2 separate regions of the Bos taurus genome follow, and region 1 is linked to region 2. A link is a contact called in public Hi-C data. All regions are on one chromosome and are shown on one strand. Each heading gives the region's core, a stretch centred on a gene start, on an enhancer-like site or on the middle of the called end of the contact. The rest is flanking DNA. Distances are from core to core; before and after follow the strand shown.

Evidence for each region. Hi-C and Micro-C count contacts between places; a contact is called where the count stands out from the background.
Region 1: a Hi-C map of liver shows a contact between it and region 2, with 2.5 times the contacts expected there. The contact joins the enhancer-like site here to the promoter of PFDN5 in region 2. A contact is called at or near these places in 4 of 11 Hi-C or Micro-C datasets (8-cell embryo, liver, skeletal muscle and 1 more).

The regions. Positions count from the first base shown.
Region 1 is chr5:26,788,206-26,795,478 of ARS-UCD2.0, reverse strand. RARG (retinoic acid receptor gamma) reads right to left here. Exons shown (of 9, transcript NM_001130756.1): 3 at 5,487-5,635; 4 at 5,135-5,276; 5 at 4,333-4,493; 6 at 3,966-4,142; 7 at 3,376-3,580; 8 at 2,598-2,756; 9 at 660-1,945. The coding sequence ends at 1,746. Among named protein-coding and RNA genes, the nearest start is that of ITGB7, 5.1 kb to the left of the region's middle. Within about 2 kb of position 4,723, at least 7 of the 102 cell types and tissues checked have an H3K27ac peak or open chromatin away from gene starts, as enhancers often do. A contact at or near this core is called in liver and skeletal muscle, where this site is marked.
Region 2 is chr5:26,724,670-26,730,954 of ARS-UCD2.0, reverse strand. PFDN5 (prefoldin subunit 5) reads left to right here and starts at 2,294. Exons shown (of 6, transcript NM_174732.2): 1 at 2,294-2,370; 2 at 2,577-2,679; 3 at 2,976-3,007; 4 at 4,122-4,196; 5 at 4,285-4,390; 6 at 5,850-6,285. The coding sequence starts at 2,299. The coding sequence ends at 5,926. ESPL1 (extra spindle pole bodies like 1, separase) reads left to right here. Exons shown (of 31, transcript NM_001045949.2): 30 at 1-144; 31 at 416-779. The coding sequence ends at 617.

The DNA of each region.
Region 1 (7,273 bases), core at 3,474-5,973, 62 kb before region 2:
CAGGGAGAGTCCAGGGGCGCAGTGGCAGAGGTCAAAGGCAGTGGGGCTAAGATTGGGGTGCTGCAGGGGCTATGGCATGCAGGGGCAAGGAGAGGAATTCGGACAGAAGCTAAGAGTGGGGTCGTGGAGGGCAAGCAGGGTCATGGAGAGAAGGGTGGGCTCAGAAAGGGTAGATGGATTGACTCAGAAGGTGATCCTGGGATCATGGGGGTCGGGGGGTGGCGCGGCTCATGGGGTGAGGGGCTGGCGTAAAACAGACACACCGTAACTGAGATGTACACCCTGCTTCTTTTCTTCTGGGGCCAGGGACCCTCCTGAGAACCGAATGAAACGGCAACGACCCCCTCCACAGAGAAGGGCAGATGTGCACGTCTACAGAACTGCGGGTGGGGACAGCTTAAAGACCTCTGAGGCCCAGCACCTTCCTGGAGGTTCACAAAGTCCAATCTAAGCACCCACGCCTGGTGAACATGGGTGGCCCAGATGCTCAGGATGGGCCCTTGTGGACCCCCTTTGGGTCCCTCTCCCACCACGCCCACCCAGCGTGTCTCATCCTATTTCCCAGTTGCCCTGAGGAGCCTGCACAACCCACCCTCCTCATCCAGTCCCTGTCCAGGTCCCCTAGTTGCTTCCCCCCCACCCCAGGGAGCCACATTACATGAGTTTCCATCACTTTATTTTGCAAAAATAGAAAACTCAGCAATATGCGATACAGCGGGGCGGGGGGCGGGGGGTGGAGGAGAAATGTAAACAGAGGGGAGGGGACAGCACCCGGACCCCCCAGAGAAAAAGGGGAGCCAGAGGGAATCTTATTTGGCAGCTAAATACAAACGGGATTGGAGGAAGGGAGGGGTCACAGGGGCCCTGGGCTCCCCCTCCCAAGTCCCCTGGAGGAAGGGGTCAATTCCAGGGTGTAAACAAAAGCTAATAAATAAATAGAGGCTTCCTCTGGGTCAGGGCAGGATCAGCTAAGCAGTGCCCACCCCACCTCTCCCTGGGCCAAGCTGCTCTGGGGGGTCAAGGGGGAAGGCACTAGGGGGAGAGGGATCCCCCTGGCCCCTCTGTAGTGTAGGAGGGTCCCTGCCCCATGGCTGAGATGAGGGGCAGGGGGGCCCAAGGCACGTGACAGGGCTGGGGGAGGGGCTTGTAACGGAGGCCCCAGTGAAGAGGTGCGGAGTGATCCACATCTGTCCCTTTCACCCTCTGCCCGCCCCCCAACAGGGCCCGGGCTGCCCCACTCTGACCTGGCATGAGGATGGGGCACAGCGGGCAGGATGCACCCGGCAGGTGCCTCACGCAGCATTAGGCACCAAGGACAGGGGCAAGAGGATGGGCTCAGCCCTCCCCCTATGGCCCCCTTTTTGGTCTCTAGTGTTCCTGTTTGCTCCCAGAGGCCTAAGCACCCAGCAGAGGAAGGGGCTGTGGAATGAAGGGTCTTCCTCCTGCCCTGGGGAGCCTGGACCCTGGTGTCTGAGGGGCAGTGCTAAGATTTCAGAGTCCAAACCCAGGCTCACCCCTCTGCCCTCTCTCCTGGAGGGAACAGGGCAGGCCCCCAGGACTGGAGAGGGAGCCGGTTAGAACAAGATGGGGATGAACACAGAGGCACCCCTGGAAACTTTGGCAAAAACAAGGAGCTCATTGGAAGGGGTGGGGAGAGGGCAGAGCAGGTCCTCCCCCAGTCACTGGCGGTGTCTGGGAGATGGTCAGTCTGCTGCCTGGAGCCCCAACCCCCAAGGCAGGGGAAGTCAGAGACCCTGGTCAGGATGGGGGCTGCGGCCCCCTCTGCCCTGGCCCCCGGGAACCTCATCCTCGCTGGAGGCCTTGGGGTGAGGGCCAGGCTGCGAGGAGTCGTCCTCAAACATTTCGGGGTTCTCCAGCATTTCTCGGATCAGGGGAGGCATCGGGCCTGGAATCTCCATCTTCAGGGTAATGGCCCTTTCTGCTCCTGCAGTGGAGGAACAAGGAGGTTCAGGGGGGCTGAGGTACAGCACCTACGGCGGCCTCCCTAACTCTGCTTGACTGCCCTCTGGGGCTCCCAGCACAGGCCTGTTATCTCTGTCTGCTTCTTTCTCTCCCTCTTTCTACTGTAGAGCTCCTGGGGCCCACTCCTCTGCCTGGAGACTCTGCCTGTCTTCTCTGCCAAGTCCACTGCCCACCTTTCCTTTCAGGCTGTCTCCTCCAAGATCACACAGCGCCCACCTTCCAGCCACACACCCTGGACCCCCTCCGTAAGCCCATGGCTGTTCTTAATAACATTTATCACTAGGACTAACATTCATCAAACACCGCGTGCCAGGCGTCCAATCAACCTTCCTGTGATGCTGGAAACATCTGCTCCATCCAGGGCAGGAGGCACTGAACTTTATAACTCAGCACAGCTGTAAGCCTGTTGTGTGTTAACTTGTTTCATCCTCACAAACAGAAAAACAAGGTACAAAAAGGAAAGGTATTTTGCACCAAGTGTTCCCACTAGCATGCAGCGGAGCGAGGATGCGAGTGCAGGCTGCCTGATTCTACCCCACTCTGCTCTTGTCTCTGCCTGACCTGGGAGACCGGCAGCTCCGAGAAGACAGAGGGGAGGCTTGCTCCCGACTAACCCTTGGTGCTGATGCCCCGGAGGTCAGTGATCTTCATGAGCATCCTGGGGAACATATAGGGCTGACTGGGCCGCCGGCGCCGGGCATAGAGCCTCAGGGCTTCAAGCAGCGGTTCCTGCAGCTTGTCCACTTTCTCAGGCTCCTCCAGGTCCATGCGGTCTTTGGGGATAAGCACAGGTGAGTGAGAGAGACATGGAAGACAGTGATGAGGGGCTGATCCCAAGGTGCCCTGCCCTATGGCCCTCCAGGCCCCAAACCCTGACCATGAGCCCCACTCAGACCATCTCCCCTGCTCCAATCCCTATACCATCCCCTCTCTGGCAAGTGGTTTTCTCTGGTAAAGCCTGCCCAGGACTTCCCTGGTGGCTCAGTCAATAAAAGAATCTGCCCGCAATGCGGGAGACCTGGCGGGAGACTTGGGTTTAATCCCTGGGTTGGGAAGACCCCTTGGAGGAGGGCATGGCAACCCACTCCAGTATTCTTGCCTGGAGAATCCCCATGGACAGAGGAGCCTGGCGGGCTACAGTCCATAGGGTCACAAAGAGTCGGACACGACTGAGTGACTAAGCACAGATCTCTATGTCAGCACTAGTACCGGGGGTCTCCTCAGCTCCCTGCCCCCCGTCCCGGCTCTCCCCCTCTTCTCGTTGCTTGTTCCAGGCTGCTGGGCAGTCTGTAACTGGAGCTGAGGAGTCTGGGGTGGGACCAAGGTCTCCAGCCAGGTTGTGGGGTGCAGTGGGAAAATAATCTGAGTCAGCGCCAGGGGGCGCCCCCGCACCTCCGCAGATGAGGCAGATGGCGCTGAGCAGGCCTGTCTCTGTGTCGTCCATCTCCAGCGGCAGGAGCTGCCCAGCGAAGGCAAAGACGAGGTCTGTGAGGGGCCCGAAGCCGGCGTTGTGCATCTGAGTCCGGTTTAGGGTCAGCCCATCGGAGAACGTCATAGTGTCCTGCTCTGGGGTGTACCTTGTGCAGATCCGCAGCATCTGGAGGTGGGGGGAGGGTTAGTGCTGTCTCTGCGAAGGAGCGCATAGGGTGGGAGGGAAAAGAGCATGAGGTACAGGTAAAAAGTGAAGCAGTTAGGTCCTAAAGGAGGGCCACCTAAAGCAGGCAGGAGAAGGAAGGCAGACAGATGGAGGGTCTGAAGTTGGGGGAAGAGAAGAGAAGTCAGAAGGTAGGGCATGCAGAAGTCTAGGATCAGATCTCAGGGGCAGAGATTAAGACAAAAAAAGAGCTTGGGTTTCGAGGATATCTGGGGGAGTCCCAGATTGGAGTGGGGAACAGAAATAATGAAATCTTTGTGTGGACCAACTCCATGGTCTCGTCTGAGGGTCAGGCTATGATGGGAGACAGAGCCAGGGTTTAACTCACCAGGATGTCCAGGCAGGCGGCCTTGAGCAGAGTGATCTGGTCAGCAATGCTGAGACCGGTGAAGCCAGGTAACCGCTTGGCAAACTCCACGATCTTGATGATGCACTTGGTGGCCAGCTCGCTGAACTTGTCCCACAGCCCCAGATCCAGCTGCACCCGGTGGTCTGCACTGGAGTTCTGCAGCAACAGCAGGTTAGAAAGCAAACTAAGGCTCATCCTGTCTTCCTTTTGCCAAAACCCCTGGCTCTCCCTCTGCATGCAGATGCCCTGACCATTGTCAGCGCCAGACCACGGCCTCCAACACCACCCCACCCATTCTCCAAAGTCAGCGGCCCCTTCCCTCACCACGGCCCTGCCCACTCCTCACCGTGGTGTACTTGCCCAGCTGGCAGAGCGAGGGGAAGGTCTCCTGATGGGCCTTGCTGACCTTGGTGATGAGCTCTTCTAACTGGGGGCTCAGCTCATAGCTGTCAAGCGACCCTTCTTCCTTCACCTCTTTCTTCTTCTTGTTGCGATCATTCCGTACGGCTTGAGGGTAGAGGCAGATGAGGAAAGGGTCAGGACTCTCAGAATCTCCCTCCCTATCCCCTCTCACACTGGACAGCATCCATTCCCTGGGACCCGGTCAGGTTCTCTGTCTCCTACACTAGCTCCCATTCCCAGGCTGGCTCTCCCCAGCCCCACCCAGGGCCTGCAGCCCCTGCTCCCTCCCCAGGCCATTCGGCTCCATCCTGCCCTTCCTGTCACCCTGCAGGAGCTGGGGAGGGGGGGCAGGATATGCAGGCGGCAGGATATCCACTTATAGCCTTGGCAGCACAATGGCGCAGGGGAGGGGGGGCACCCCAGATCCACCTCAGGCTCAGTGCTGGGAGCAGGGGAGGGGACTGGCAAGCCCCCCAACTTGCCCATGAAACAAGGAATGTGCAATGGTAAACCCCATTCCCTCATTCAGACGAAGGGTTAAGCTCTGAGAAGAGGGAATGGGAAGGGGTGGGGTCTCCTGGGTGAATGGAACTAATCAAATAGGACTGGCCGAGGAGGAGGCAGCACTCCAGGGCGGCTGGAGGCTGATCACAGAGGTCAGGGAAGTGGGGGCAGCCAGTGGGAAGAGGGTGGCAGCCACAGGCTAGGACAGGAGTGCTCCTGCCCAGGCAGGCCTAAGGGCCTACCTTCCTTGGACATGCCAACTTCAAAGCATTTCTGTAGCCGGCAGTACTGGCAACGATTCCGGGTCACCTTGTTGATGATACAGTTTTTGTCGCGGTGACATGTGTACACCATGTTCTTCTGGATGCTGCGACGGAAGAAGCCCTGGGGTTGGGGGTAAGGCGCGGAAGGTCAGTGAAGCAGGATGCTGGGAGTATCAGCCTCTTGCAGGCCTTGCAGGTGGTCCCAGGCTCAGCCACGTCTGTGCAGAGTAGCATCCCTCCCACCCCAGAGGGATACCCACCCACACACAGTCTCTGATCTCACCCAGTCAACTCTGGATGCCCAATGCACCCACATCCACCCCGTACACACCTTGCAGCCTTCACAAGAGCTGACCCCATAGTGGTAGCCAGAGGACTTGTCATTGCACACGAAGCACGGCTTGTACACCCGGGGAGGTGGAGGGGGCGAGGGCGAGCTTGGCACCATCTCCTCTGAGCTAGTGCTCTGTGTCTCCACCGCTGGGGAGAAGCAGTGATGTGAGGGTCAGGGGAGAAGCTCCCCTCAGATCTCTAGGCATCCTCATCAGATACACACCCCACATTCCCACTTCTTCCTCTGGCTCGGTGATGACACCATCGCCACCACATTGATTTAAAGTCCCAACAACCCATATACAGCCCCAGAGTAAACACTTCCAGAAACCCTCAAATGACTACTATTACCTCCCAACCTGGCCACCTCCCCCTATAATAATGTCCTATACAACTGCTCAATTCTCCAAATTCTGGGTCCAGGCCATCCCGGAAGTTAAATTCTCTGGGCCTCAGTTTGCCCAGCTACAAAGTGGGTGTGTAAAGGGGTATCGGCCTGTGGTTCTGAACTCTCCAGCCACTCCTCACATTGGGTCCCTGTCAGCAGACTCCCTCCTACCCTTCTCCTGCTCAAGAGGCCACAGATCTGGGGGTGAAGAGGCAATTCCAGGTCACCTGTGGCTAGCACCTGGCTAAATCACCTGCCAGGAGACTCAGAAGGTAGAAGAGAACCTCATCCTCTCTCAAGCAGTACAGGGGAGACAGTCCCGGATCTTTTCCCCCCTCAATGTGTGTGTGCATGTGCACTCTCAAGTCGTGTCCGACTCTGCGCCCCCATGGACTGTAGCACACCAGTCTCCTCTGTCCATGGAATTTTCCAGGCAAGAATACCGAATGGGGTTGCCATTTCCTTCTCCAGTCCCCCCTCAAACCATCCCCCAAATAACCACCAATGTCCTTTTCCCTAGAAACCGCTGAGACAGTGGAGCAAATGGGACGTAGGGACTGGGAAAGTAGGTTAGGGCACATGCAAAAGCCTTATGTTACACCTGAAGACATGGAGGCCTATGGAGGGATGGGGCCAGCCCAGTGCCACATTGCCAGTTATGGGGGTGGGGAGGGCGTGGGGGTAGTAGGGAGGAGCGGGGAGCAGAAGATCTCAGGTCTAGATCTAATTGGCCAGGCCAAGAGTGAGAGAAGTTAGGAAAGGGAGGCAGGTGTTTGCTCAGATTCTCAGGTCTAGAAGTTGTTGGGGTGTAGCAAACCAGAAGTCAGGTGACAGTGGGTTGTATCCGGGGTTGATAGGGGAGGGGAGTACCTCTGGACCCTCTCTGAGCTATGTCTTCACTCCTAAACCTCCCCTGCAAAAGCTACACACTGCTCAATAAAGATCTCAGCCCATGCCACGCAGAGAGTTTGTGGAGAGGACACCCTCTGTTTAGGAGGCTGCTGAGTAAACCTCTTTTGAGTGTGTGGTCGGGTCTTCAGAGGGTGGGGAAAAAAAAAAATCTGTAAATTATTCAACCTGTAGGACCAGTTGCCCAAACCTGGAGGCCTAAGTTAATGCAAGAAAACCCTAAAGCCTAAAGAGTGTCCCTTGCTCGCACCCACCTCGTGAACACCTTCTTCCTTCTAAGCTGCTGTAGCCCATCTGGTCAGAAGTCCACCCAGGCTGCCAGAAGGACAGAAAGGCCTGGGATGCCAGGATGCTGGGGTTCCGGATTAGCTCCATCCTCCCCACAGGAGCGAAGCCCTCCCGGCCCCCAACACACACAGACACTCCATTAGCATAAGAATCTAGCTAGAGTGAGATTCCCCAATGAAAAAGGAGAGCGAGGAGTGGAG
Region 2 (6,285 bases), core at 1,045-3,544:
CGCCCGCTTCCTGGACGGGCAGGCTGTCCTGCGGCTGAGCTGCCGGGCAGTGGCCCTGCTGTTCGGCTGCAGCAGCGCAGCCCTGGCTGTGCATGGAAACCTGGAGGGGGCTGGCATTGTGCTCAAGTATATCATGGCTGGCTGGTAAGTCTTGAGGGGCAGTCTATGCAAGGTCCCGACCCCAAGTGCTTTCTCAGGTCTGAACCCTAAATCCTTGCTCTTTTGTGCCCCATTTTCCTCCCATCCTAGTTCCCTGGCATGCTTGGGCCTTTACCCCTTTGTCATCATCTATCCTCCTCCTGGAACGATGGGCCAAGGGGCTTTCTCATTGGTTTAATCCCTCTCAACTCATTCACCACCATGAATCAGAAGTTTTTGAGCCCTTACTTTGTATTTCTTCCTTCTCTTTTCCCAGCCCCCTGTTCCTAGGTAACCTCTGGGACGTGACTGACCGTGACATTGACCGCTACACAGAGGCTCTGTTGCAGGGCTGGCTTAGAGCAGGTTCAGGAGCCCCCCTTCTGTACTATGTCAGCCAGGCCCGCCAGGCTCCCCGACTCAAATACCTTATTGGGGCTGCACCTGTAGCCTATGGCTTGCCTGTCTCCCTGCGGTGACCCCTTGGAGCTCTCCTGTTGCCGGTAGAAGCTATGTGACTATTCTACCTCCAAACTTAGGTTTGGCCCTGAAGATAAATATTTTAAGTAATTTTCCGGTGTTTTACATGAAAGATTTCCTTTTGATTTAATTTTAATATAATAAAGATACATTACTTGAAATCCTGTTTTGTGTAGTTTCTCTGAGAACATTTGAAGATAAGACTCTTGCCCACTTCCCACTATGTGGTACTATAGATAAGAAAACTTGCAACAGTCCAACTCTGAGAGCATTGGGAAGAAAGGCAAACCACAGGAAAAAGATGGACCTGGCTTGGCCCCAGCAGACAAAGCTAAAGGACAGCAGGGCATCAAAATGATCTAAGTGGGGACAAAGCCCCGAGGAAACATAGATATAGATCCATTGAGAATGTCTTGGCCAGGTACACTCATAGCTATCTTGACTTACTGCCTCTGGTATCCTCGGAATGACATTAGCTTTACTGCCTCGGTTGCCCTGCCCCCTCCAAAGTGGATATTGTCCTTCCCCCACATTCAGCTATTAACACTTGTCAGTGCCATGACACTTTAGCGGCAGGTTCTGGAGAGTTTTTGTAGCTCAGATGGTAAAGAATCTGCCTGCAATGCAGGAGACCTGGATTCAATCCCTGGGTCTGTAAGATTCCCCCAGAGAAGGAAATGGCAACCCACTCCAGTATTCTTGCCTGGAGGAGTCTAGCGGCTACAGTCCATGGGATCACAAAGAGTTGGACGCGACTGAACAACACACACACATGTACACACTCACATACACATTGGGAAGTTTTGCAACTTACGTATGGTTTTCCTCTCCCCAACTAGATTGTTAAGCTCAGAACTATATATCTTACACTCATGTATCCTTCACTTCTAGCACATGGTAAAACACTGTGTTGATTAATAAAGCTACTGCTGTACTCCGAGTGATAATGTGCCTCCTTCCTGTTCTCTCAACCGCCAGACTCTGCTTCATCTGCGCGAAACATCCCTTTCATAACACTACTGTCCCCCCTGTCCCTTGCTCCTTGAACTTCCCAGGCTTCTTCCCTGCCTGTTGTCACCAGGCTTATACCACCGGCTGTGGTTATAGTGTATCTGTGCGTCTGTGCTGGGTCTTCGTTGATGTGCGGGTTTTCTCTAGTGGCAGGGAGTGGGAGCTTATTTCGGTGGCTTCTCTGTTGCCGAGCACAGGCTCTAGGCGCCCAAGCTTCAGTAGCTGCCCCTTGCGGGGGCGGTGCTCTGCAATTGCTGCACAAGGGGCTTTGTTGATCCTTGGCATGTAGGATCTTTCCGCACCAGGGATGGAACCGTTTCCCTTGCATTGGCAGGCGGATTCTTAACCACTGGACCACCAGGGAAGTCCCAAGGCCTGAGTAAGATGAAGTTTCTTGAGCATAAGGATCCTGTTTGTTAGAACTTGATTATGCGAGGTTTGGGACATTTTGTGAAAAGAAAACGCCGCAGCCCTTTCTATTCCAAGGGGAGTCACGCCGAAGATTCCGCACCCCACGCCCAGCCGCGAGTTTCCCTCTCTTCCGGGTTGAAGGACCATAGAGATGTCTAGCGCTGCGAGGCCTCCAGGCGTAGCCATCGAGATACGCAGAAGACGGCTAGAGCGTTGCTCTCCCGGAGGGTTTCCGCTTCATAAGCCCTCCTTCCCAACATGGCGCAGTCAGTTAACATCACCGAGCTGAATCTGCCGCAGCTAGAAATGCTCAAGAACCAACTGGACCAGGTGGGAACAGGCTCCGAAAGCACCCCTTTCCCGTCTCACTTTCCTCCCCCCGCAGCCCGCACTTCCTTGCCCCCCATTCCTCCCCTCTTGGGGAGAATTCCCTTCCCAGGCGAAATCCCCACCCCGTCCCAGGACCCGCCCCTTGTCTGGCGGTGCCCGCTTCTCCCGCGAGCCCCAACCCTGACCCTCATTCCTGTTCTCTGTAGGAAGTGGAGTTCTTGTCCACGTCCATTGCCCAGCTCAAGGTGGTTCAGACCAAGTATGTGGAAGCCAAGGACTGTCTGAACGTGCTGAAGAAAAACAACGAGGGTACGGGGTAGGCGTGCGAAGGGAACCTGGGAGATGCGGCGAGCCGGCTTCTCTCTTCCCGCCTCCTAATCCAGTTTTCTTACCTGAGACGAGAGAGCAGTCCATTACGTATTGTCGCTGCAGGAGCCCTTTGCATGTTGCTTATCTAGAGTTGAAATGTCCAGGATATTTTTCTGCTCCTGTTGCCCCTGTTCGTCCTTTTCGTATAGTTTTCGGGCGCCGTGCCGTTTTGAAACTCCCTTTTAAAGTTGGAGCTGCCAACCTTCCCCACATGTTTGTCTTAATTGCTTTCACAGGGAAAGAATTACTTGTCCCACTGACGAGTTCTGTATCCTTTCCTCAGGAGCCTCTTCCCTGCCCTCTCGTTTTCTCCCTGACACCTAACAACCTTCAAAAAAAGGGCGGGAGATATTGATTATTCCAGAGTGCCTAGATGGTTCTGAGACCGCTATTAACACAAGCTTAGCTCTGCTGTCTAACCTAAGGCCAGGAACTAATTAATGCTTGGTGAGCACCCAGATGTATGTATTTAGAATTGAGGTGTGATTATTTCCCTTTGCTCTGAGGATATAACCTAGTAGGGGGGTAGAACTGGTGGTTTACGTTTTTACTGTAACTTAGAAAACATAAGCAATAGAAGAATAGAGGATTTGGAAACAAAGGGGTTGGTTCTGTTTATTAATCCTCAATTTCAGTTTAATTATGGCTCTTATTCCTAACTATTGTTACTAAGAAACCTGGATTATGTCTTAGCTGTTGAATGTTTTACTTGAGTGAGCAAGTTATGGCAATAGGGCACCCATAAACTACCTGAGAGTGGACAGGCTGAAAAGGAAACACAGGAATAGCAGTGTAGCAGGGATTACTTAAATAATCAACATTAAATCCATCAGGAATTAGCTAATTCATGTCTGGGAGTGTTAAAGAGAAAGTGAGGCTGGCTTTTCACTCTGTTACTTAACAGCAGCAGGAAAAAATTATCCTGTTCTGTCATTCTAATGATCTATCATTCTAATTGCTCTAATATCTAGTCTTTCTGGAAGGAATAATGGTAAGAATTCTAAGAACTGCTTGCAGGATGGCAGATGGGATCAGAACAAGATCAGCACATGTGATTTTTCTCCATAAAGAACCAGCTTCCCTGTCTCTCCTCATGTGGAGTTTGTAGGCCTTCAGATGTGCCTTGTAGCTTATTCCTTTTAAATTTTTGTTTGTTTGTTTATTTTTTTTGACTCCATCCCATGGCTTGTGGGATCTTAGTTCCCCTACCAGGGATTGAACCCAAGCCCCAGCAGTGAAAGCAGTAACTCCTAGTGACTGGACCTCCAGGGAATTCCTGCCTCCTTTTTAGAAAAGGAGGGTGTTGGTAGGTCAAGCTGAACTAGCTGACAGGGAATCATGACTCATACTGGGCTAGTTTTCCCTTAATCCTTGCCTCTCAGATGTATGTCCCCGGGAAGCTACATGATGTGGAACATGTGCTTATCGATGTGGGAACTGGTTACTACGTAGAGAAGGTGAGTGGAAGGGAACATAAGAATGCATCTCTGAGGGGGAGAGCTGGCGTACAGAATGGGTTACCTCTCATTCACTCTGACCTTGCAGACAGCTGAGGATGCCAAGGACTTCTTCAAGAGGAAGATAGACTTCCTTACCAAGCAAATGGAAAAAATCCAGCCAGCTCTGCAGGAGAAGCACGCCATGAAACAGGGTAAGCTTGCCTTGGACACCTCTTCAGACCCTTTCTGCCTCCATAATAACAGACATGGATTGCAGTGTGAACCATGGGAGGGAGTATCCCCTTTGCTGGATTAAAACCGTGGTTTTTTGTTTGGTATCTTGATGCATTACTCCTTAGATTCTGTGTCTAACATACCCACTGCCTTTGGTGCTTGAGAAATTTAGAGAAAGGAAATCATGTGTTTTTGTGTTTGAGTTCCTATTTATTGGGGATGGAATGAGGGAGCAGGTGCATGTAAATGAACACAGCAAAGAAATATAGCCATAACTAGCCAACTACTCAGAGAAGGCAATGGCACCCCACTCCAGTACTCTCGCCTGGAAAATCCATGGACGGAGCCTGGTAGGCTGCAGTCCATGGGGTCGCTAAGAGTCAGACATGACTGAGTGACTTCACTTTCACTATTTACTTTCATGCATTGGAGAAGGAAATGGCAACCCACTCCAGTATTCTTGCCTGGAGAATCCCAGGGACAGAGGAGCCTAATAGGCTGCTGTCTATGGGGTCGCACAGAGTCGGACACAACTGAAGCGACTTAGCAGCAGCAGCAGCAGCAGCCAACTACTGGCAGTTATAGCCCTGGCTGCGTATTAGAATCACGCAGATAGTTTTTTGAAAACCTGGGCGACTCCAAACCAACTACAGTTGACCCTTGAACAATGTGGGAGTTAGGAGTACCAAACCTTGGTGAAGTGGAAGAAAATCTGCATATAATTTATAGTCTACCCCTCTGTATCTTCGGTTTCAAGTTTGCAGATTCAACCAATTGTAGATCATGTCGTACTATAGTATTTAGTACTGGGGGAAAAAAACATGTAAGTGGACCCACACAGTTCAAACAGGTATTGTTCAAGGATCAACTGTGAATCAGTAGGGTGAGATTCCAGAGAACAGTGTTTGTTTGTTTGTTTTTAAAGCTCCCTGTGTGATATACAGTCAGGATTAAGAACCACTGTTCTAAAAGCAAACATCTTTTCCACATTATTATATTCTGGGTATATGTGACTCATTTGACACTGTATTTTGTTCCTTTTTATATCCCAGTGGTTCTCATATGAGCTTTCCTGGTGGCTCAGACAGTAAAGAATCCACCTGCAATACGGGAGACCTGGGTTCGATCCCTGGGTTGGAAAGAGCCCTTGGGGAAGGAAATGGCAACCTACTCCAATATTCTTGCCTGGAAAATCCCCGTGGACAGAGGAGCCGATCCTCCGTCCATGGGGTCGCCAAGAGTCAGACACGACTGATCGACTTTCACATCTCATATTATTGACAATTGAGATTCTAAATTGGTGTTGTGTTTGCCCTCTACAGTGAATCTCTGTGTTGAAAGTTAATTAACTGTAGTAGTCTGCCTGTCAATTTTCCTTAACTCTGGGTTCTCCCCTTTAGCTCCTGCCCAGGGTCTGACTCTTCTTTTATTCCACAGCTGTCATGGAGATGATGAGCCAGAAGATTCAGCAGCTCACAACCCTGGGAGCAGCTCAGGCTACCGCCAAGGCCTGAGAGCTTGTTTCAGAAATGGGGCAGAGGGTGCCTGCTTCTGGGGCCTGGGACTTTGTGGACGTGGTTTCCTGGAATGGGGAAAGAAGAGGGTCTGTGTTTAATGCTAATAAATGAGCCAGCTGGGCAGAGTGGTGGTCTTTTCTTGCATTAGGTGAGGAGGTGGGAGGGTGGTGGTGAGAGGGTGTGCCCCTGCCTGGAACCTGATAAGCAGGAGTGATGCAGTGCTCATCTTGGGGGCTCCACTTGGGAATCTGCGAGAAACTGGAGTCAAAATTCAATGCTGGTGATACAGGATGCTCCGGACTGGTGCACTGGGATGACCCAAAGGGATGGTATGGGGAGGGGAGAGGGAGGTGGGA